7 separate regions of the Mus musculus genome follow, and regions 1, 3, 4, 5, 6 and 7 are each linked to region 2. Evidence: chromatin contacts called from public HiChIP or PLAC-seq and promoter capture Hi-C data. All regions are on one chromosome and are shown on one strand. The core of a region is the stretch at or near the end of the contact, and the rest is flanking DNA. Distances in the headings are between cores, read along the strand shown. Region 1 has its middle 170 kb from the start of Car8. Region 2 holds the start of Nsmaf (neutral sphingomyelinase (N-SMase) activation associated factor). Region 3 holds the start of 8430436N08Rik (RIKEN cDNA 8430436N08 gene). Region 4 has its middle 180 kb from the start of Gm23860. Region 5 has its middle 58 kb from the start of Gm42252. Region 6 holds the start of Car8 (carbonic anhydrase 8). Region 7 has its middle 92 kb from the start of Gm23860.

Region 1 (2,700 bases), core at 52-2,551, 1.6 Mb before region 2:
CACTCAAGCATCATTTTCCTGGGTTTTTATGACAGGGTATCTCATTGTCTTAGAGTTTGCAGTATAGGATAAACTGTGATCCTCAGGGAGCTACCCACCCGCCGCACTGGAATTAAAGCTGTTTTTTTCATTTGTTTGTTTTGCCTTTAAAGCATTGTTCTAGGGATCAATTTGAGATCCCCATGGTTGCAAAGCAAACACTTTGCTGACTTAACTCAACTGTTTTCAACACTTCTCTAATACTCCAGATCTTTGTACTGATAAACCGGGTTGCCTCCATCTTAGGATGAAAGCCATCTTAAAATAAAAACAAACTGGATTCATTCCTGTTTGTTGGGCATTGAGCTATGCACAGACAACCTGGTTTCCAGTTGAGGCTAGATGTTGAACCCTGGGACTCGGTGGTAATAATTCACCTATATGGGACAGAAGGAGTTCTCTCATGTCTCCTGGAACCCTGGCTCCTGTCAAAATTACCACCCCCTCAGCCCCCACAAGAGAAGCATGGCTAGTAGTCTTGTAGGCACTGTCCTAAGCTTCTGACCTTCAGGCTAAACTCCTCCCCAGTTACCTAGCAGCAGTAAAGATAACTGCATACCAAAAGAGGGGTTGCTTGGCCCTACCTCGCTCTCTTTCTTCTCTTACACTTACTTTCCTTTCCCCTCTCCTCTCTTCTCCTCTCCTCTCCTCTCCTCTCCTCTCCTCTCCTCTCCTCTCCTCTCCTCTCCTCTCCTCTCCTCTCCTCTCCTCTCCTCTCCTCTCCTCTTCTCTCTCTCTCTCTCCTCTCCCTCTCTCCCTCTTACTCTAGCCTTTCTTCTCTCTCTCCTTTTCCTCCTTCTCTCCTCTTGCCCATGGCCTGTCTCTCTCTCTCTCTTTCCACCTTCTCTCCATTCTCCCTGCCTTTCTACAATAAAGCTCTAAAACCATAGGATGTCTCTGTTCATCAAGGCCCGCTGAGCTTAGATGATGGGATAGGCTTTCCTCTAATGAGCCGTTTCTAATCTCCTGATGGAAGGCCATCCTGTGCTCCAGTCAAGGCCTGGACTAAGGACTCTTGCCTCCCTCCCTCCACCCTCTACAGGCTACAGGCTACAGGGTGTTGCTCTGGGGTCTATAGTCAGGGGCTGCCCCTTGTCCACTCCCTGTCGAGTGGGGTCAGTGACTTAGATGCCCACCCGGGGCCGAGTGGAAAGTGTCTGGCAGCCCTCCCACATCTGCCTGCCCAGAGGATAGGAGGGACTCTGGCCGGATGTGGGCTATACTCTCTCCCCCCTCCTTCCCCTACCCCTTTTAGTTCCCACACCTGTTTATGATTAAATCTGTTTCTCAAGGATTGGACTACCTTAACCTTAACTACAAATGGTTCTGTAATGCCTGTTCAGGAAACACCTACTGTGTCTTTGATTTAAAACATTGTTATGACTTCTTTGCTATAATGTCTTTGCCTCAGGAGATGGTTATGATCAACCTCTTATGCTTATGTTCTGTTTCTGTAACACCTGCTATTTGTCCAACCCCCTTTGGAAACCCCCTACTTTGGGACTATAAAATCCCTTATCTTACCTATGTCCAATGCTGGTCTCTAGAACCCCACCTTTAGGGAGAGTCAGCCTGTATATACAAATAAAACAAGCTTTCTTTAATTAATTGATTTTTTGCTTTAATTAATTTTTAGATCGAGATTTGGGTCAGTGGTCTTTCTTCTCACATGTGTGGGATTAACAGTATGAACTCTTAATACAGAAAACATATGTTCCTTGAGTCTGAAATTTACTGGAAACTCTTTTGCTCAGTTAAGTATATAGAAGAAAAGCACATAGTCTATGGGAATTGTAACTAGAGAGTTTGAAAAAGTGTCTTTGATTTATATCTTAATTATTCATTTATTCAGTTCCTCCATATTTAGTTCATTTTAATAATTTATATGGTAATGTGGACTCTAGAATCAAAGAACTATCTGTTTGAGTCTAAATCTACTGTTTGCCAGATGTCTGACCTTGGGAAATTTATTCAGCTTCATTAAGCCTAAATTTTCTGGTCTGTAAATTAGACTATGCCATAAGTCATACTTTGTGATGATAACTAAATCTCAAATATTAATAATGTTTGTGATGTATAATTTATACTTTTTAAACATTTCAATTTGAAATCAAAATCATGAACTCAATGAGAATTTATTATTTATGTTCTGTGTAGCATAAATTATATAAGATGCTGCCACAGTTCAGTCAGAGTCTTAGTCTACATGTACAAGATGACCCCCATGTCCACAAACAATACATGGCTTCAAGTCATGACAATGTGAGGGATTAAAAGCATAATGGTTTCTTGGAATCACATACTAGAAATTCTGTAACTTACAGAAGGGTTAGATAAATCTGTAGGGCTAAGTAAATGATAATATAAATCAGAAGATGCTGGTAACCTTGGTAACCAAAGCTCTGGGCTTTAGGGCCACTTGTAGGTAGGTGAGGAGATACCAGCACAGTTAGGAATCCTTGGATATCTTCTCAGCTTAAATGGAAACTAGGAATTATTTGGTCATTATACCAGGGATATGAAAGATTATATTGGCCTGAGTATAAAGATAAGGTGTGATAGAGATACATGAATAAGCTCATGCAACTATGGTGTGGATAAAACTTACAGAATCAGCTTACTCTTAAGATAGAAAAACTGGAGTCAAAGTGTAAAAGACGA
Region 2 (2,700 bases), core at 137-2,636:
CCTGGATAGAATTTGGCCAAGGAGAGACTCTGTCACTCTCCACCACTACCAGGACCACATCTTTCCTCAATGTTTAATGAAAAGAAAACTTAGATTCTGGTCTATTTTTTAATTACTTTATTCCAGCCAAATTAATTTCTCTCCTTTGAGTCCATAGCATCTACTATACTATTTGCCACACAGAAAATTTTCAGATGGTATCTTAGCCATTCTCATAATCTTATGTCATTGTGCACACATGCACACAAGCTCGTTCCCAAGGACCATTAGGGTAGTTACAGAGTCTGTGCAGCACTCGGATAAAAGGAAGAGATTCACTGACATAGGGTACTCAGGTCTCTTCAGTTATGACTTCCGATCTTCCCCCACATGCTGCCAGTGATGAAGGACAGCTAATTGTTGCCATTGTTGTGCTTTTTTTTCAACCCTGCAGAACTTGATTCTTAAGCCAACACTAGGAGTGTTTCAACACACACAACTTAGAGGCTTGTTATTTGAGAGTCCCTTAAAGGTAAGCAATATCCAGCGTATTCTCAGGGTATTGAGAAATCATAACCCCAATGAAATACGAGTCATAGTTGGCAGGACAGAATATAAAAGGTAAGTATTGTTGAAGGTAAGAACCTTTCTTTACTGCTAGTGGGAGTTAAATGGATACTTTGAAAGCACAGTAGCAGACTTTCAGAGTTCACAGATGGACTTATTAAAACAGTCTAGAAACTCCACCCTTTGATTTCGACTTCACTCAACAGAAATGAAAGCATTTACACACATAAACGGGTACGTGAATGCTTATAGCCAAAAGGTGGGAACACTGCTGTGCCTGGCAACTGTTGAATATATTAACAGGAATGCAGTGTGTGATACAATGGAATACACTTCCGTGATAAAAAGGAATAGAATGTTGACTTGTGCTATACCTCAGACGAACCTTGGAAGCATTGTGCTAAATGAAAGAAATCAGACACAAAGACCACATATTGTATGGATGTTTTTATTCTAGATGTCCAGGCTAGGCAAATTCACAGAGACAGAAAGTTAAGTACTGTTTTCTAGGGCAAAGGTTTGTGGAGATGCACCTAGGAGTAGTGATTGCTAAAAGGTAAAGGTTTCTTTTTGAGATAGTAAAAATATCCCATCACTGTGATAATAGTTGCAACCTAAATATGAATATTACTAAGAACCGCTACACCATACACGGGCGAAAAAAATAAAATAAAATCCCATCGATTATTTATTTCAAAGACTGAAATTTGGGACTAAACATCCAAAAACCTTGTTATTTCAAATCCCCGCCGCCAACGAACTGGGGGGCTCCCGGGCAGGTCTCAGGCTCACGTGGGAGGTATCCTCGCCGCAGCAGCGCTGCAGAGGTTAGTCGGGGCAGTGTAGGACGCGGCTCCCGCGGCCTCAGGTCACTGCGCGCCCCTCCTCCGGGCCTGAGTCACGGCGTCGCCCGAGTCCCCACGCGAGGATGCTGCGGTGAGCGCCGTCCGGACGCCGCGGGCCCTGGGGCGCAGCGTGGGGCTCCCGGCCGCCCGCCCGCCTGCCCGCCCGGTGCGGCCGCTCGGGACTGCTCGGGACAGTCGGCGGCCTGCGAGCCCTGGGCCTCCATGGCGTTCACCCGGAAGAGGCAGCGCGAGCAGCAGCTGCAGCTCTACTCCAAGGAGAGGTGCGCGGGGCGGGAGGCCGGGCCGGGCGGCAGCCGGGGACTCTCCTGCAGGCCGCGGCCGCCTCCGGGGCCGCAGAGCCGCGCGCGGGTGGGCCCGGCTGGCGGGGGCGCCTGGGGACGCGAAGGCAGGGCGGTCCCCGCGCCCGCCCGCCCGCCGTCCCACGCCGGCGTCTCCCCACCGACCCTCCGCGCCCTGCATGGGAGGCTGTTGGGGAAGCGCGTGCGGCGGGGCGGCCGCGGTCAGCCGCGGCCCAGGGAGGACGTGGGTAGAGCTCCGGCCTCCCTCAGATCCCGTCCCCGCACAGGAAAGCGCACTTCCGCCCCGTGGGTCCCTCCCAGGGCGGTTGGTTTTGTGACCCAGCTGTGGTTCCAGCGGGAACGCGGGCTACATTTTTGTTTGTTTGTTTTGAGATGCGGGTTTGTCTGTGGGAGCCGGGATCCGACGGTCACGTTGTTGCTGAGTGGATCCAGCGAAGCAGGCTATGCCAGGAAATGCAGGTGCAGCTTTTATTCTGGGTGCTCTGCGGAGGCTTCACCTGTAGCTATTGCTCAACCCGCCCTCTTCCCCAAGCCCCGCATCTCTCTCTAAGATGTAGTGGGCTGGCAGGGTGGTCCGCGCTGAAATTACCTTTCCACCTCCGGAATTTAAATGGAATTTCTTTGTCTGGCACCCGACGACTTGTTAAGACTTGTTGGTGCTCTGTGTTACATTGAAGAGCATTCAGATTAACATTTGAAATGTTTTAAACGCGTGGCCTGTCATGTTTCTAGGACTTAGTCATTTGTAACAATCCTGTGATAAACAGCGAAATCGGACAGGGGGTGTTTTGTCGTAGATTCTGACTTATTTTAATCGTCTTACGCTGCTCTGTAATGTTAGAGGAACTCGCTGCCCCGGTTATTTCCAGCAAATGCTGGTTTGTTTACATATTATGTACATATGTTCACAGTACTCCAAGGTAGGAGTGCTCCCAGCCCAAACATTTATCAGCTGCCAGCATCAACTCTTCCCTACACTCAGCACCAGC
Region 3 (2,700 bases), core at 2-2,501, 1.1 Mb before region 2:
TATTTCAGAATGCACAGGCTCTGCATGAGTACTCACATATATATTATAGCTTCCAGGTTAGTACTTTAATGATATTCCTAAGTGTGTGAATGAATGGTCTCTGATTCTTGTGGCCTCTCTTGGGCTCTTTTCCTTCTGTTGGTTTGTCCTGTCGAACACTAGTGTGGTGGCCTTTGTTCTATCATATTATATTTTATTTTGTTATAGTCTTTTAAAAAAATGAATGAAAGGAAACCTAACTACTTTAGTAAAGGTTAATATCTCCAGTGTCATTTATATCTGGTGTGAGAGGGAAAATGAGTTTTCTCCATTGCAGCAATACTTGGTATATCGCTCCAAGGCAGACTTCATGTTTAGACCCAAATATAATGAACTCCATAGTTCTTTTCTGTGCTTTTATTTGGTTATAACTTGGGTTTTTTGTTGTTGTCGTTTTGTTTTGTTTTGTTTTGTTTTGGGGGTGTTGTCTTACTTTATGTTCTTGGTTTTGTTGTGCTGTTTTTTGTTTTGTTTTGTTTTATATAAAAAAAAAAAGAAAAAACAAACCTTAACCTTGGGTGATAGGGAGGAGGGGTAGATCTGGAAGGACTTGAGGGAGGGGAAGAATATAATCAACATATATTTAAAATTAAAAATTACTTTAAATAATAAAAATACAATTAAAAAAGAATTAAACCAAAAAACCATAACTTCTAAACCTAGTAAAGTTGCACGTGCCAATAAATTCAGTACACAGGAGGATAACTAAATAAAAAGCCAATCTGAGTCACATGGCAATACCCTGTCTCAAAAAATAAACAAATAAACGACAACAGAAAAAAAAACATAACTTTAGAGCTTCAGCTCTAAGCTACATGTTATAGACACAGACATCTGAATTTCTAGGTTTAGTGTAACGATCATTAATCTAGTTACAAATATTTTAAATAGAGATTGTAGCAGTTATATGAAAATTGCCTTCTGTCCTCTTTAACTCCTCATGTTTACATCTCAAATCTGAAACATGAAAGCAGCTATTATTAAAAACATCTTACAACACTCAGCCATTTATAGTTCTAACAAAATAAGAAAAATTAAACTCAAGATTTAAGAATAACTGCTGAAGTTTCCACTCACGTCTGGACATGCAGGATTTGACAGTGAGTATGCCTGTCTTGTAGGTTTTATCTTGTTATTTTCCACCGGCTGGTATTCCGTTTACTCTCATGGAGCTTCATCCCAGATCACACTTTGGAGGCAGCATAGCCTTGTGAGACAGTAAGTATTTCAAGATGTTGGAGTGGATCTGCTGCTTTCTGGCTGAGTATGTTAAGGAATTTTGAGAACCACAGATCAGATTACTTCTTTAGAGTTATACAAACAATGTTGACTTCCAAGCCATTCCATAAAACTTTACATACTTTAACTTCATGCTCCTGTTTTCTTGAATACTCAGTTTGGGTTGGGATTGGCCCTGTATTATTTTTCTGGCCAGAAAAATAAAGAAAATTGCAATGATACATGCCCTATAGAACCTCAGCTGTAACCCTGCCTATTCATTGCTTAATAATTCTGAACTCCGAACCAAGAAGACTAGATTAGATCATTCCATTAATTTAATGCCAATCTCATGTTTAAGGACAAAGAAGTTTGTTAGCAATTAAAACAAAGAATGAACACCCAATAACATAAAATTGAATTCCAATGTTTTCTTTGGCTCACTAAGCATATTTGTCATTTTATTGGACTCATTTCCAAGAAGTAGAATAATAAGACAGTCTGAAATTCTGCTAGGAGGGAGTGCTAAAAATGAGAAATCACCTTGTCCTAAAATAAGCTCTTAGGCTTCTGGAATGTACTGCCAAAACCCTCAGTTCCTTTCCTCCGAGGTCTGATAGCTTTCTAATCTCAGCTGCATAGAAGTTCCTTCATGTCATGGAAGAATTACTGCACTTCCCCCAAGAAATCTAACTTACTATAACGTGATAACAGTGCCTGCTGAGGAACATGGCGGAATCTTAGATAACCATCTGTGCTTCTAGCTGTTCCTTTACAAAAAGATAAAAGTGGGACAGAATCAGGTTTAGACACTTTCTTCACTCACCATGACTTTCAAGGCTCAGGTATTAGACACATCTTATTGATCTGAGAGTAGTGATGGGAGTTTTAGGTTGTTAGTATACAAGGAAGTTATAAATTCAGGTAATTTTGACTTTTTTCATCCCTCAGCTTCATGGGAAATTGTTGGCTAATAAATTATGTTAATTTTTTAATATTCATGGCGGTTTATTTCACTACACCCCAGAGCAATGACACTACCCTTCCTTATCTATATTCTGACTTTGGGTTTTCTGCAACCATTCTCCCTATTCCCTATTCCATACTCGGTATCCAAACAAAGATATTTTTCTAAGTGACAGCTATCATAATCCATTGTTTAGCATCCTTGAGAAATGAGTTTTCTACTTCTGAATAAGAAAGTGCCACATTTAGACTGTCAATTTAGAAAATGATAAGAAAATAATAAATGTCAGTCATTTAGACTAGTACATAATATAAGGCTGACTCATAGAGGTGTGCCATAAGCCAGGATTCCATAATTAGAATTTGCATCCTGAAGATATGAGAATAACACTTAGTATACCACACTTAGTATACTACACACAGTATATCACTGTGACATTAATATTCAAATATGAAACCTGCCCTAGTTTTTAATAT
Region 4 (2,700 bases), core at 20-2,519, 1.6 Mb before region 2:
CAATGTAAAAAACGTGAAAGTAGAAGAGAGACTGGAATGTGGGAAAGAATGAATGGGGGCAGGTAGAGGGAAACAGGAGATGGTAACATGGGCTAATTAGTACATGCTATATGGAGAATTTTATTAAACCCATGATTTGTGTAATTAATATATACCAACAAAATGCAGGAAGAAAAGACTGGGAGTGTGTTAGAGTGCTTGTTTAATGTTTAAAACCCTGGGTTCACTCCTCAGCACTATGGGAAAATGGGGTGATTTAAAACACACACACACACGCACACACACACACACACACACACACACACACACCAGCAAAGTAAAATGACAGTACTCCCACAAATAAGAATCTTTAGGATATATACATATGTTGACTTCTATTAGTTTTCCCTATTGTTTTTATTTTTGTATTTATTTTCAACTGATCCACAAAGTCAAAACTTGTACATATTAATATATTATTTTGTGTTAAAGTATTTATCTTTTCAACATTTATCCTTTCTTTATGGTGAAAACTTTCAGAATATTTTCTTCTAGAGCTTTAAATGTGCAATATGTAATCTATAGTTATCTTAGTAGGACAGCATGCTGGATTCCTGTCTATCTGTAACTGTGCCCAGTGAGGAACGATTCTTTATCTTTCTATTCTCAAAGAGGAATTTTAAAACAGTGTTTATGACAATGTTTAAGTGTATATATGTTAAAAGATGAACACGAGAAAAGACACAGATGATAGAAAATAGAGGCAAATGAAAATTTCAGATACTAAATATTGAATTTACTGTATATTATGAAAAAATAAAGCAAGCAGTTAAAATGAGCTTGACACTAGAAATCTAATGCAGAAGGAAGGAGAAGAGGGTGGAGGGAATGGCTGAGTGGCCTTCTTAAGCATGTGTGAGCTAAGACCGAGTGGCTACAATATATGTAATAGAGTTTCAGAAGGAGAGAGAAGGGATGATGGGTAGAAGAAATCCTTGCAGATAATGACCAAAGTATTTCTCATCTTAATGAAAAGGGTAAGGCTTAAATATATGAAGAAAAATTAATCACAATCAAATGTTTTTAAAGTCAGTGAGAAATACAAAAATATGGAAATGATTCTTATTAAAATGGACACACTTTCCACACTGCAAGGGTCCTCAGCTTCAGCACTGTAGGAAATGTGCAGATAATTCCTTGATTGAGGGAGCATTCTTGTATTGAGAATGTTTAGCAACATCCTTCACCTTTGCCCACTAGATGGCAGTAACAACACCCCTCAGTGGCAATCAAAGTGTCTGCAGATGCTGTCTATTTCCCTTGGGGAGAAAATTGCCCCCTATCAGGGATCACTGTCCATAGGAGCACAGATGAAAATAATTTCAGAGTTCTTATGAAAAATTTGCAATCCGGATGACAACAGTACACAGCTTCAAAATGTCAGAGGAGGGGACTGTCAAATTGATATTCTGTATTCCCTTAAAATGTTCCTTAGAAAACCCATTTTTATTTCAATAAAACTACAGCTGAGAGAATTCATTGCCAATAATCTTGCACTATAAGCAGTGTGAAAGAAAGTTCTCCTGGCTTGAGGGAAACGATACAAGTAGAAACAGTTTTATAATGAAATAATGCCAGATATGGTGAATATGAAGAGAAAAATATAAAATGCCATTTCCTCTGATATTTTTTATGTCCTTAAAATATTCTTGTCAATTTCGATCAAAAGCAATACTGTACACTGTAAGATTAGTAGCAATGGGACAAAGAATGGTACAGAGGGAGAAACATGTGCTATGCATGAAGAGGTTCTCACTTGAAAGCAACTTGTGCTAAGTTATTGTAGATATTCATGCTACAAACTGTCCAGCAGTCACATTAGTAAATACATATGTTGAGTCAGAGATATCAAGGATGGGATGTGATGAAAGAATTACTCAGTTAATGCAGAATTCCTTGGTGGAGAGGAATGAAGAATGGATCACGTAGGAAATGCACAGACTTACATCCAAATATGTCAATGAATATGTGAAATAAAGTAGTCTAAATATTCCAGCTTAAAAACAGAAATAACCAGACATCAAGAGTTAGCTGTATGCTTTCTAAATGTAGAAACAGTTTTCTCCAAAAAAAAAGGGGGGGGGTGGTAATTCTCTACTGCATCAACAATATGGCTAGTGTCATGAAAGATTCTTTCCTAAAGAACACTAACATTTTATTTCATTTTTACATTATAATGTTTTAGCCTCATTACATTTTAATCTTTGAGGCTGAGCAACACAGGCATATTTGTAAAATTGTGAAAAAAGTGAGCACTGGGGACAGCTGCGAGGAGTTGTAGATTGTCAAAGGAAACATCAGGTTTTGCCCCAGAGATTAACCACCCTGAACCGGCTAGTCCAAATAATGCCAGTGGCAAAACACCACTCCCCTTGAAGAGTGCTTCTTCCTTTGTTTTTGAAAAAAATTCAATATATTTGATCATGTTTTCCCTTCTCCCAGTTTCTCCTATTCACTTCAACGTTATGCTTTTCTCTCTTTCAAAAATAAACAAATAACAACAACAGAACAAGAAACCCAATCCTTGCCCTCCAAACAACACAAAAATAAAAAAAAAAAAATTAACCCAGCAAAAGGCCAATGAGACAAGACATGTCAAAATAAAGCAACATGAAACAAAAATAGCATTGCGCTCCTTCTGTGGTGGTCCAGTATGCCTGG
Region 5 (2,700 bases), core at 53-2,552, 1.9 Mb before region 2:
GGACGTGTTGTTTTTTTTTTGTTTTTTTTGTTTGTTTGTTTTTTCGAGACAGGGTTTCTCTGTGTAGCCCTGGCTGTCCTGGAACTCACTCTGTAGACCAGGCTGGCCTCGAACTCAGAAATCCACCTGCCTCTGCCTCCTGAGTTCCGGGATTAAAGGCGTGTGCCACCACGCCCGGCTAGGACGTGTTGTTAAAAGGACTGTTCAACACTAGATTTCCAAGAGGCACCCAATAGGTGTCGATTGTTGTTAATAAATATCAGTTTGGTGCTCCAGGGAGAAATTGTTTGGAATAAGACTTTTGGAAGACATGGCTCTCTGTGTGACCTTGGGCAATCTACAGTTTCCTGTGCAGATGCTATGTCCTGTGCAGATGCTATGCAGGCAATGACTCGGGACAGGACTCACACAACTAACTGATGTTAACCTTGAATCTAAACTGACACATAGTCACATTTTACCAAGTTAAAGTCAACTAAATTAGACCATATGAAACTGAAGACAAAAACTGGGTTGCTATTCACTTTCGTACTATTTATATAATAAAGTTATTAGAAAACCTATGATCCAGAGTTCCCAGTGTGGAGATGTTTAACCCAATTAAGGAAGTAAACTTTAAAGTTATGTCAGAGCCAATCAGCAGAATCACTTTATATACCCATTTATGTGTAGAATATGTATCCCTGGATTTAGTCTTCATCATTAGAAAAAAAGTGTTAAAAAAATGTGTCTTCCTTCCCCCAACCCCCAGTGGCCACCCATAGACGGCCATTAGTATTTCTGTGAATTCCTGCTGACAGCCAAAGAAGGGTTCTTTACAAATCCTACAACTCCAACTTCCTAAAGCTTTGTGCTGCTGTTCTCAGAATCATCTTGGAATGGACTACAGAGGTCTGGCTGGCAGGCTTACTTAGGCAGCGTTGTAAAAGAGAGAGCGGCACAACTGAAAAAGATCTTGTTGGCAGCACCACACAGGACGAGTGTTCTTTATTTTTAAAAAAGGCCTATAAATATACAATTTAGCTCTTTGGTCCTCAGCTAGATTCAGTGTGGGTTTAGGGTTTGTGGTTCACATTAGAGTGTCTGAATCCTGGAGTCTGGCTTGTTTAGGAGCTTAGTCCTCCCAGCTAAGGTCAAAAGGAATTGGAAAATTCACCTTCCCTGGTCTTCTGACAGAACTCTGGGATGTGTTTTTGGAGGTCACGTCTCTGCAGCCTTTTTCAATTAGCCGAACTCTAGATGGACCTTTTCATCTTCCTGGCCATGTTCTGAGAGAAGGCAGCAATTGAGCAAACATCTGTGAAGGGCAACTGGCTTGTGCTAATTGTTGTTGGCACAAAAACTTTTTTAAAAAAAGTGTATACCTCCCTCCCCCAAATGGTTTTATTTGACCAAGAGTGAATTTGTAAGAAAGTAAATCTAGTTCAATTTGTTTTCTAAACATCAGTTCAGCTTGATATAAGACTTTGTACCCAAAGTCCAGCTGCTCCAGACTGCCAGGACAAAATAAATAAATATATTAATTGCTTGGAAAAAAATAACAGAAAAAAAACCCAGCTGTGACTAATGGAAAAAACAAGCCAATAAATGGAACCCCGAGTGTTATTGCACTGTGGAAGATTACCAGTGAGGCTGGAATTACATACATTCAGAAACCCATACAAACAGACATCTCAACTTCTTACCCCGAGAAACCGCAAAGACAACTAAAGACTAAGCTCTTCTTCCATCTGGAGGTGACGCACCTGTAAACATCCAAGACAGAGGTATACACAAGTTTGCCTTTTCTTCTCCCTCACTTTGCCTTCTTGGATTTAGCAGTACTAGTTGGAAGAATGTTGGGAAGACTCACATATATGTTTTTGGTCAGGAGGATAAAGGAAACACACAAGGTGCTGACAAGACCACTAAAGCTTTGCATCTAAGTGTGGTGGTCAGGCAGTCCCAGACATCCTTTGCCCAGCCTCCTCTGGAGGTTGGGGTTTGCTGTTTGAACTCTGACCTTTGTTGTCTAGCTAGCTCTGACTCATGTTGCAGAACACAGTTCAAAGGCTACTCCTCAGCAAGGGTCAGCATCCTGCTTGTGTGTTGTCCTGCCTGCTCTATTTTTGTACTTTTCCATCACCATCATAGACCTTTTCAGATCCTGCTCTCATGAATTGATAGGATGTTTGGTGATTTGGTCAATATCTGCCTCTTTCTCTGGATTGGGGGATACATAAAAGCACTGTTCACAACCCATCTAGAGAGCAATGCAGAGTTGTCTCTTAGTAAATACAGTGAATAAACTAGCAGGCCCCCTCAAAGAACACAATGATGGCTATGTGTCAGGTACTGTAGCCAATACCTTCATATTTCAATTAACCACTGTGCTGCTCTACAAAGTTTCAGTCCCAAACAAACAAACAACTAAGGCCTTAGTTAGGCCTTCTATTGCTGGGCTAAAACACCATGAACAAAAGCAACTGTGGAAGAAAGCGTTTATTTGTCTTACATTTCATATCATAGTCCATTACTGAAGGAAGTCAAGGTAGGAGTTCAAGGCAGGAACCTAGAGGGAGAAGAGGGAGAGGGGGAGGGAGGAGAGGGGGAGGGGGAGGGAGAGGGAGAGGGAGAAGGAGAGGGAGGAGAATCAGTGTGCAGTGTCAGCCACCTGGAACTAACTGGAATCCAAAGGGATTTTATGTTTCCACCTCTCTG
Region 6 (2,700 bases), core at 66-2,565, 1.8 Mb before region 2:
CCTGAAACCCACAGGCCATGTGGGTGCTGCAGCTGTCCAGGAGGTTTTTTGTTTGTTTGTTTGTTTTTGTTTTTTGTTTTTCTTCAGACAGTGGAGGAGTAGGTCAACTGATGTTTTTCTCCTTAGCCTCCATCCACTTCCTGAAGACGTGATACGATATTTATTTTTTAAGTTAAGGCCCCAACAGGCAGTAAAGGATAGCAACCCGGCACCTTAAAATTTCCCAGCTAATCAATCACCCCCGCCCTGTTTGAGGAACTCGATGCATCCATTAATCTCACAGACACTGTGGAGTGTGCATGGGCTATGTAAAAGGCAAAGCATACTGCAGGCCTGAGTACTAACTTACTATGCAAATATATCTGCTATCGTGGAGGAAAGGAGCTTAGGGGTTACTGAACAGGGCTGGAACACCAGGATGAAGCATTAGCCTGAGGTTGGGACACACGCTTCAGGGGTAACGACTTGACCTCTTTGGATCGGGGAAAGTTCCTGTTTGTTTCGTAATGTGTGTGCATTTCATTATTTGCGCGACTTCACGAGGCGCTTGGGAGCGGTGTCCACAGCAAGGTGAGCCTGCAGCAGCACCCCAGACTTAGAAAGTGGAACCAAACACCCCATTTCATTGTCTTTGAAATATATTTAGTAAAAATTTCTCAAACTATACCTATGTCTAGTTGCTAAATTATTTTTCGTGAAATGTTTGTTGGACTTATTTTGGGAAAAATAAAATCCATATTCATTTTCCCTGTGTTTTAAGGACGGATTAAAAAGTAAAACTCGCTCAGATAAGCTGCCACCACCACGCTTGGCCCCATGGTGGTGGTGCATTCTTGCAAGCCCAGTGTTTGCAAAGTGGAGCGAGCCCTGTGCAGTTCAAGGTCATCCGCTTCTCCACTGGGAGGAGTTTGAAGCCAACCTGGTCTCCTTGAGACCCAGTCTCACAAAACCAAACCCCAACAAAATTGACCGGTAAACGATGGCCAATAAACCATTCGACCAGGGAGTCTTGTTGGGTTCCCGGTCTCAATCCCGTTCCCAAAGCAAGGCAACTCCATTGGGAAAATTGTTTGGAGCAAGGGGAGCACGGGAGACAGGGCGGATTTTGGAGTCTCCAGGCTTTTGAAAGGGTATTAGGACTTGGGTGCAGCAGGCTTCCCGTGTTGCTGCAGCCCCAGTTTGATTTTCGCAGGCTTGCCTGTCCCGATTGTGGGGTGAGAGGGGGTGTAGGTGGGAGTGTAGGGCGGGGGGCGTGTCCTCGAGTCAGACACGCCCCCACCGACCTTAAAACGCGCAAGCCTGCGCCGGACCGCTGCCTCTCGCGCTCGCGGGGACTGCCACGCTCAGTGCGGTCCCCAGCCCCGCGCCTGCCGCTCCCGCACCCGTGTCGCAGAGCTGCCCATGGCTGACCTGAGCTTCATTGAGGATGCAGTCGCCTTCCCCGAGAAGGAGGAAGACGAGGAAGAGGAGGAGGAGGAGGGCGTGGAGTGGGGTTACGAGGAAGGTAGGCTCGTGGGGCCGCTGTCGCGGCTGCTACGCCCCACGCGGTCCCCCACTTGCCCCTCCGTGGCTGCCTGAGTGCTGTTCGCACCTGCTGCACCCAGGCAGCCACATCTCCCAGCCTGGAGCAGACGTGCAACCGAGTTGCTTTCTAGTCTTGGGAAGTATAACCAAACGCACTTCAGAAAAACCGTCCCGAATTGCAGGCTGGATCTTGGGGACTTTAAAAAGAGTTTTCTAAATCTGTCTTCGCAGATCCAGGGCTTCGAATAGTCATTAGTGCCCGCCCATGTTTCCTGTATACACGGAGAAAAGAGCAAAAGAACTAATATGTATGGGACACTGTATTTGCATTTTAAACAAGTGGCGCTCATTAGCGTTACAGGTTTTCTGTTGTCTCTGAGCATGTGGGGCTTTGAGGAAATTTCCCAGTACTGCACATAATTGAACTGATGAGCAGAAGAAATTTCTGAGGTATCTTTTTTCTAGTCACTTCAAGATGGCATAAGTTTCTTAGATCCCTACATCAAAGCGTCTGTATGCACAGACAGTAGAGGATTTTGTGTGTGATATTTAACAACAGATCACTCACGTAATGAATGTAAAAACCCACACACATTTCTTATATTTCATCTACATACAGATGATAGTCACAGCTATAATGTTAAGGATTATGAGATTTTTGTGTTATATTTTACTGTCATTAACCTTAAAAAAATCCAACCTAGTCTCATTTTGTCTTCAGGTGTTGAGTGGGGCTTAGTGTTTCCTGATGCTAATGGGGAGTACCAGTCACCTATCAACCTAAACTCCAGAGAAGCCAGGTATGACCCCTCACTGCTGGATGTCCGCCTGTCTCCAAATTATGTGGTGTGCCGGGACTGTGAAGTCACCAACGATGGACACACCATTCAAGTCATCCTGAAGTCAAAATCAGGTAATTTGGAACACATGTTTCTGCACTTTTATAAGCAAGCTCTGATTTAACTTGTATGGTTTTAAAGGCGACACCAACACAGTTTCTATTTTCATGGTCCTTATAAGTTGCATTTTTCTGGGAATTATTTTCTAATAGAGTTCTCAGGGGCTAAGAGGGTGAAGTGATGATTATCTCAGCTGGCTGTTCTTCCAAAACTGTGCCTGGAGCTGCCTCTTGCTCAAACAAACATTTACTGAGCTATGAAGGAAGGAGTGCACACA
Region 7 (2,700 bases), core at 87-2,586, 1.5 Mb before region 2:
GGCAAGGTTGGCCGGAATTGTTCAGAGAACTGAATGTGGGGTTAGGCTTCATCTGGGGGTAGGGGTTGGAAGGCATGTGAAAAGATATCTTGGAGAAAGATGTAGTTAAAATTGTTTTAGTAACACATTTAAAGTATGATTTGTGATTTCTAAATTTAAAATGTTTAGTCATTTACCTGTGTGAATCTTTGTTTAAGAGATTCTCTATACCAAGGAATGAAGGCACAGCACACTTACTTCCCTTCCATATGCTTAATATCTAAGATGTAAGCATTGCAGTGATAAACATACTTAATACAGATCATTTGAAAGGTCATTTGAAAGGTATCTTGAATTATTAGGTGCATAGCCTTATTATTTGTATCAAATAAAAACTTATTTTCCTTTCTCTTAATGTTTATAGAATACACCCAGAGTTCATTTGACAATGTATCTAAAAGTTTGCCTTTATTTATGCATGAATCCCTCAGTTCTGTGTGAACATTTGGCAGAAATAGCATTTAAAAATCGTTTTATGAGTAGAAACTGTCCTTTTATACTTTGGTATCATTAATAAAGATCCAGACATAACAAATGTTATGGGAACAACTGAAGTAAGTAAGTAGGGTGTGGTAGCTAGAGCAATGAGTACCAGAAATATGCTTCTATGTTGGTTGTTGCCTCACTATGGAAGTACAGAGACTACTGGTAAAAATAGACAAGACAGGTATCCACCCTGAATTAACAGGTGACATACTGAATCTGAAATGAGAAACCTTCCAGCGGACTTTGAGACACTTGCCTTTTATGCAAGGAAAGGAAGATGAGAAAACGTCACAGGTTTTAGGTGAGCAAGAGAAGAAGAGGGATGTCCTTGTTTTCATGAAGTGACTCAGTTCTCATCATTTGTCTAAATGAGTGACAGCCTCTTTTGCATCTCAAATCTAGTAAGTCATATCTATGACAGACAGGACCATGAGCAAGAGGTGCTTGTATGAGGGTTGTGAACTGCTCTGGGAGTATCAAAATGGTAAGAATTCATCGGCACTGCAAACATATCATTAAGAGATTAGAACCAGGAAATCAGACAAGTATTTCAAATGCTACTTGAATAGCTGATTTATAATAGAAGAGCCCATGCGTATGCATGAATTTAATATTTCTAGCACACATTGGCCCACTCCCCACCTATAATTTCCTCTTCTTCTCTGACCTACTTCATGTTAAACATCCCTAGTTAAGAAAATGAGAGGTCTGATTAGCATCAGTGGTGGTCACTGGGCCAGTAAGTACACATGCAGTGGTTTCAACGGAAGAAATTGGGGACAGAGCTAATAATACTGAAATACTGAAAAGTGGAATCTAGTTCTGAGTAATGAGGATGTGGTTTGTGAAGTCATTTGGTCTGCCTACAGAGCTGAGATGACTTTTCTAACATGGAAAAAAGTACCATGAAAAGTCTCTGGTGCTTCTCTTAATCCAATACTATTTAAAAACCATGTGACAGCATTGGAATTGCTCTTCTCTATCAAATAATTTCCTGAGGATTTAATCTATAGATTTTCTTTTGTCCTAGGCAAAAAAGGAAACCTCTGTCTCTTTTTGGTATCTGCATTATTAAGTTTTAAACATTTTCACTTCTTTCTTGCAGAAAGATGCTATTTTGTCATGCTGTTAATGTTTTCTTTCATTTTTTTATCCAAAGTTTCTAGAGTTTCTTGTTTTTATGTAAGCAAGCGTTGGGATGGATGGGAATTCACTAATGTTTTTATGCTGCCTTCCTTATATCTGTTCAATAAATGAATCTTCCACTAAAAATGTCCAAGTTGAAATGTCTGTTCAAACTCTACACCATGCTCTCTTTCTATAAGAAAACATGAAGGCCAGATATATTTTTATTGTCATTTTGCACCAAAGCAGAATTTAACCAACTCTTCTTGTGGAAACAATGATGAGGGGGATGCAGTCACCTATCTGAGCCTCAGAGTGAATGTGTTTTCATTTGCTTAATCTGCTCCATTGTGGCTTTGTATTGGTGCACAGCTGAAATTCCAGGACCCATGAGGCTGAGGATCTTGAGGTTAAACATAGCCTGAGCTATAAGAGAAAGCTTTTGACTTGCTTGTATAAAGTAAGTCAAGCTACCGAACATGTTGCATTGGCCACATCAAATTACAAAGATACAGTTGGTCTACAGAAGGACACTAGAGAAGATTACTCACAAGTTCTAAGCAATTTCATCTGTCTGCAAATATTCCTGGTGGATTGTAGATACTGACCTGGAGATCTGCTTTAAACAGTTCATGTTTGCCTCTCACATGAGCAGAATAAATTGCATTAGAAGTGATGAATGTTGACAACCTTATGTTAATGCCACAGGAAGAAATCTTTACCTTCCAATGAGTCACCTTGGCCAAGGAGAAAGGGTGGCACTGGGTGGTAAGTTACTATTTCCTGACATTTTTTATTTTGTGTGTGTGTGTGTGTGTGTGTGTGTGTAAACAAATTGAATTGATGCCTAAGAATAGTTGAGAAAAAATGTCATTAGCGATTGTCCTAGACTTACAAACAGTATGAGAAAATGATGAAGCCACCTATTCAATGACTGTAATCTCCAGGCACAAGAAAGAAAATAGGACATTTATTCTGCTGCACAATTCTCCTGGATCTGCTTCCAGGAAACGGCATCTCAGCAAGTTCTAAAAACAACTAGATTTGTGC

What was found. Promoter capture Hi-C pulls out the DNA fragments that hold promoters and counts their contacts. HiChIP or PLAC-seq counts read pairs in DNA pulled down with a chosen protein or histone mark.
Region 1: a promoter capture Hi-C map of liver shows a contact between it and region 2, with 4 times the contacts expected there. The contact joins the enhancer-like site here to the promoter of Nsmaf in region 2. A contact is called at or near these places in 8 of 39 promoter capture datasets (cranial neural crest, hippocampal neurons, liver and 4 more), 2 of 115 datasets of contacts at active chromatin or transcription factors (the 230-238 cell line and large pre-B cells) and 1 of 9 other capture datasets (embryonic stem cells).
Region 3: a promoter capture Hi-C map of the 3T3-L1 cell line shows a contact between it and region 2, with 2.7 times the contacts expected there. The contact joins the promoter of 8430436N08Rik here to the promoter of Nsmaf in region 2. A contact is called at or near these places in 2 of 39 promoter capture datasets (the 3T3-L1 cell line and hippocampal neurons).
Region 4: an H3K4me3 HiChIP or PLAC-seq map of pro-B cells shows a contact between it and region 2, with 8 times the contacts expected there. The contact joins the enhancer-like site here to the promoter of Nsmaf in region 2. A contact is called at or near these places in 8 of 39 promoter capture datasets (the HPC-7 cell line, HPC-7-derived erythroid cells, cranial neural crest and 5 more) and 3 of 115 datasets of contacts at active chromatin or transcription factors (large pre-B cells, pro-B cells and stem cell-derived neural progenitor cells).
Region 5: a promoter capture Hi-C map of liver shows a contact between it and region 2, with 5 times the contacts expected there. The contact joins the enhancer-like site here to the promoter of Nsmaf in region 2. A contact is called at or near these places in 14 of 39 promoter capture datasets (the 3T3-L1 cell line, the C10 cell line, HPC-7-derived erythroid cells and 9 more), 1 of 15 datasets of contacts at CTCF or cohesin (large pre-B cells), 7 of 115 datasets of contacts at active chromatin or transcription factors (the 230-238 cell line, cardiomyocytes, double positive thymocytes and 4 more) and 2 of 9 other capture datasets (embryonic stem cells and liver).
Region 6: a promoter capture Hi-C map of stem cell-derived epiblast-like cells shows a contact between it and region 2, with 4 times the contacts expected there. The contact joins the promoter of Car8 here to the promoter of Nsmaf in region 2. A contact is called at or near these places in 8 of 39 promoter capture datasets (the 3T3-L1 cell line, cranial neural crest, embryonic stem cells and 5 more), 1 of 115 datasets of contacts at active chromatin or transcription factors (embryonic forebrain) and 1 of 9 other capture datasets (embryonic stem cells).
Region 7: an H3K4me3 HiChIP or PLAC-seq map of the 230-238 cell line shows a contact between it and region 2, with 8 times the contacts expected there. The contact joins the enhancer-like site here to the promoter of Nsmaf in region 2. A contact is called at or near these places in 3 of 39 promoter capture datasets (cranial neural crest, frontonasal cranial neural crest and liver) and 3 of 115 datasets of contacts at active chromatin or transcription factors (the 230-238 cell line, large pre-B cells and stem cell-derived neural progenitor cells).

The regions. Positions count from the first base shown.
Region 1 is chr4:8,071,807-8,074,506 of GRCm38.p6, reverse strand. No RefSeq gene overlaps it. Among named protein-coding and RNA genes, the nearest start is that of Car8, 170 kb to the left of the region's middle. Within about 2 kb of position 1,301, at least 6 of the 459 cell types and tissues checked have an H3K27ac peak or open chromatin away from gene starts, as enhancers often do.
Region 2 is chr4:6,452,957-6,455,656 of GRCm38.p6, reverse strand. Nsmaf (neutral sphingomyelinase (N-SMase) activation associated factor) reads left to right here and starts at 1,386. Exons shown (of 31, transcript NM_010945.2): 1 at 1,386-1,672. The coding sequence starts at 1,614.
Region 3 is chr4:7,559,239-7,561,938 of GRCm38.p6, reverse strand. It overlaps 8430436N08Rik (RIKEN cDNA 8430436N08 gene), which reads right to left and starts at 1,251. Exons shown (of 3, transcript NR_040645.1): 1 at 1,117-1,251.
Region 4 is chr4:8,003,905-8,006,604 of GRCm38.p6, reverse strand. No RefSeq gene overlaps it. Among named protein-coding and RNA genes, the nearest start is that of Gm23860, 180 kb to the right of the region's middle. Within about 2 kb of position 1,269, at least 2 of the 459 cell types and tissues checked have an H3K27ac peak or open chromatin away from gene starts, as enhancers often do. A contact at or near this core is called in pro-B cells, where this site is marked.
Region 5 is chr4:8,360,808-8,363,507 of GRCm38.p6, reverse strand. No RefSeq gene overlaps it. Among named protein-coding and RNA genes, the nearest start is that of Gm42252, 58 kb to the left of the region's middle. Within about 2 kb of position 1,302, at least 10 of the 459 cell types and tissues checked have an H3K27ac peak or open chromatin away from gene starts, as enhancers often do. A contact at or near this core is called in liver, where this site is marked.
Region 6 is chr4:8,237,656-8,240,355 of GRCm38.p6, reverse strand. It overlaps Car8 (carbonic anhydrase 8), which reads left to right and starts at 1,315. Exons shown (of 9, transcript NM_007592.3): 1 at 1,315-1,504; 2 at 2,246-2,437. The coding sequence starts at 1,402.
Region 7 is chr4:7,911,472-7,914,171 of GRCm38.p6, reverse strand. No RefSeq gene overlaps it. Among named protein-coding and RNA genes, the nearest start is that of Gm23860, 92 kb to the right of the region's middle. Within about 2 kb of position 1,336, at least 25 of the 459 cell types and tissues checked have an H3K27ac peak or open chromatin away from gene starts, as enhancers often do. A contact at or near this core is called in the 230-238 cell line, where this site is marked.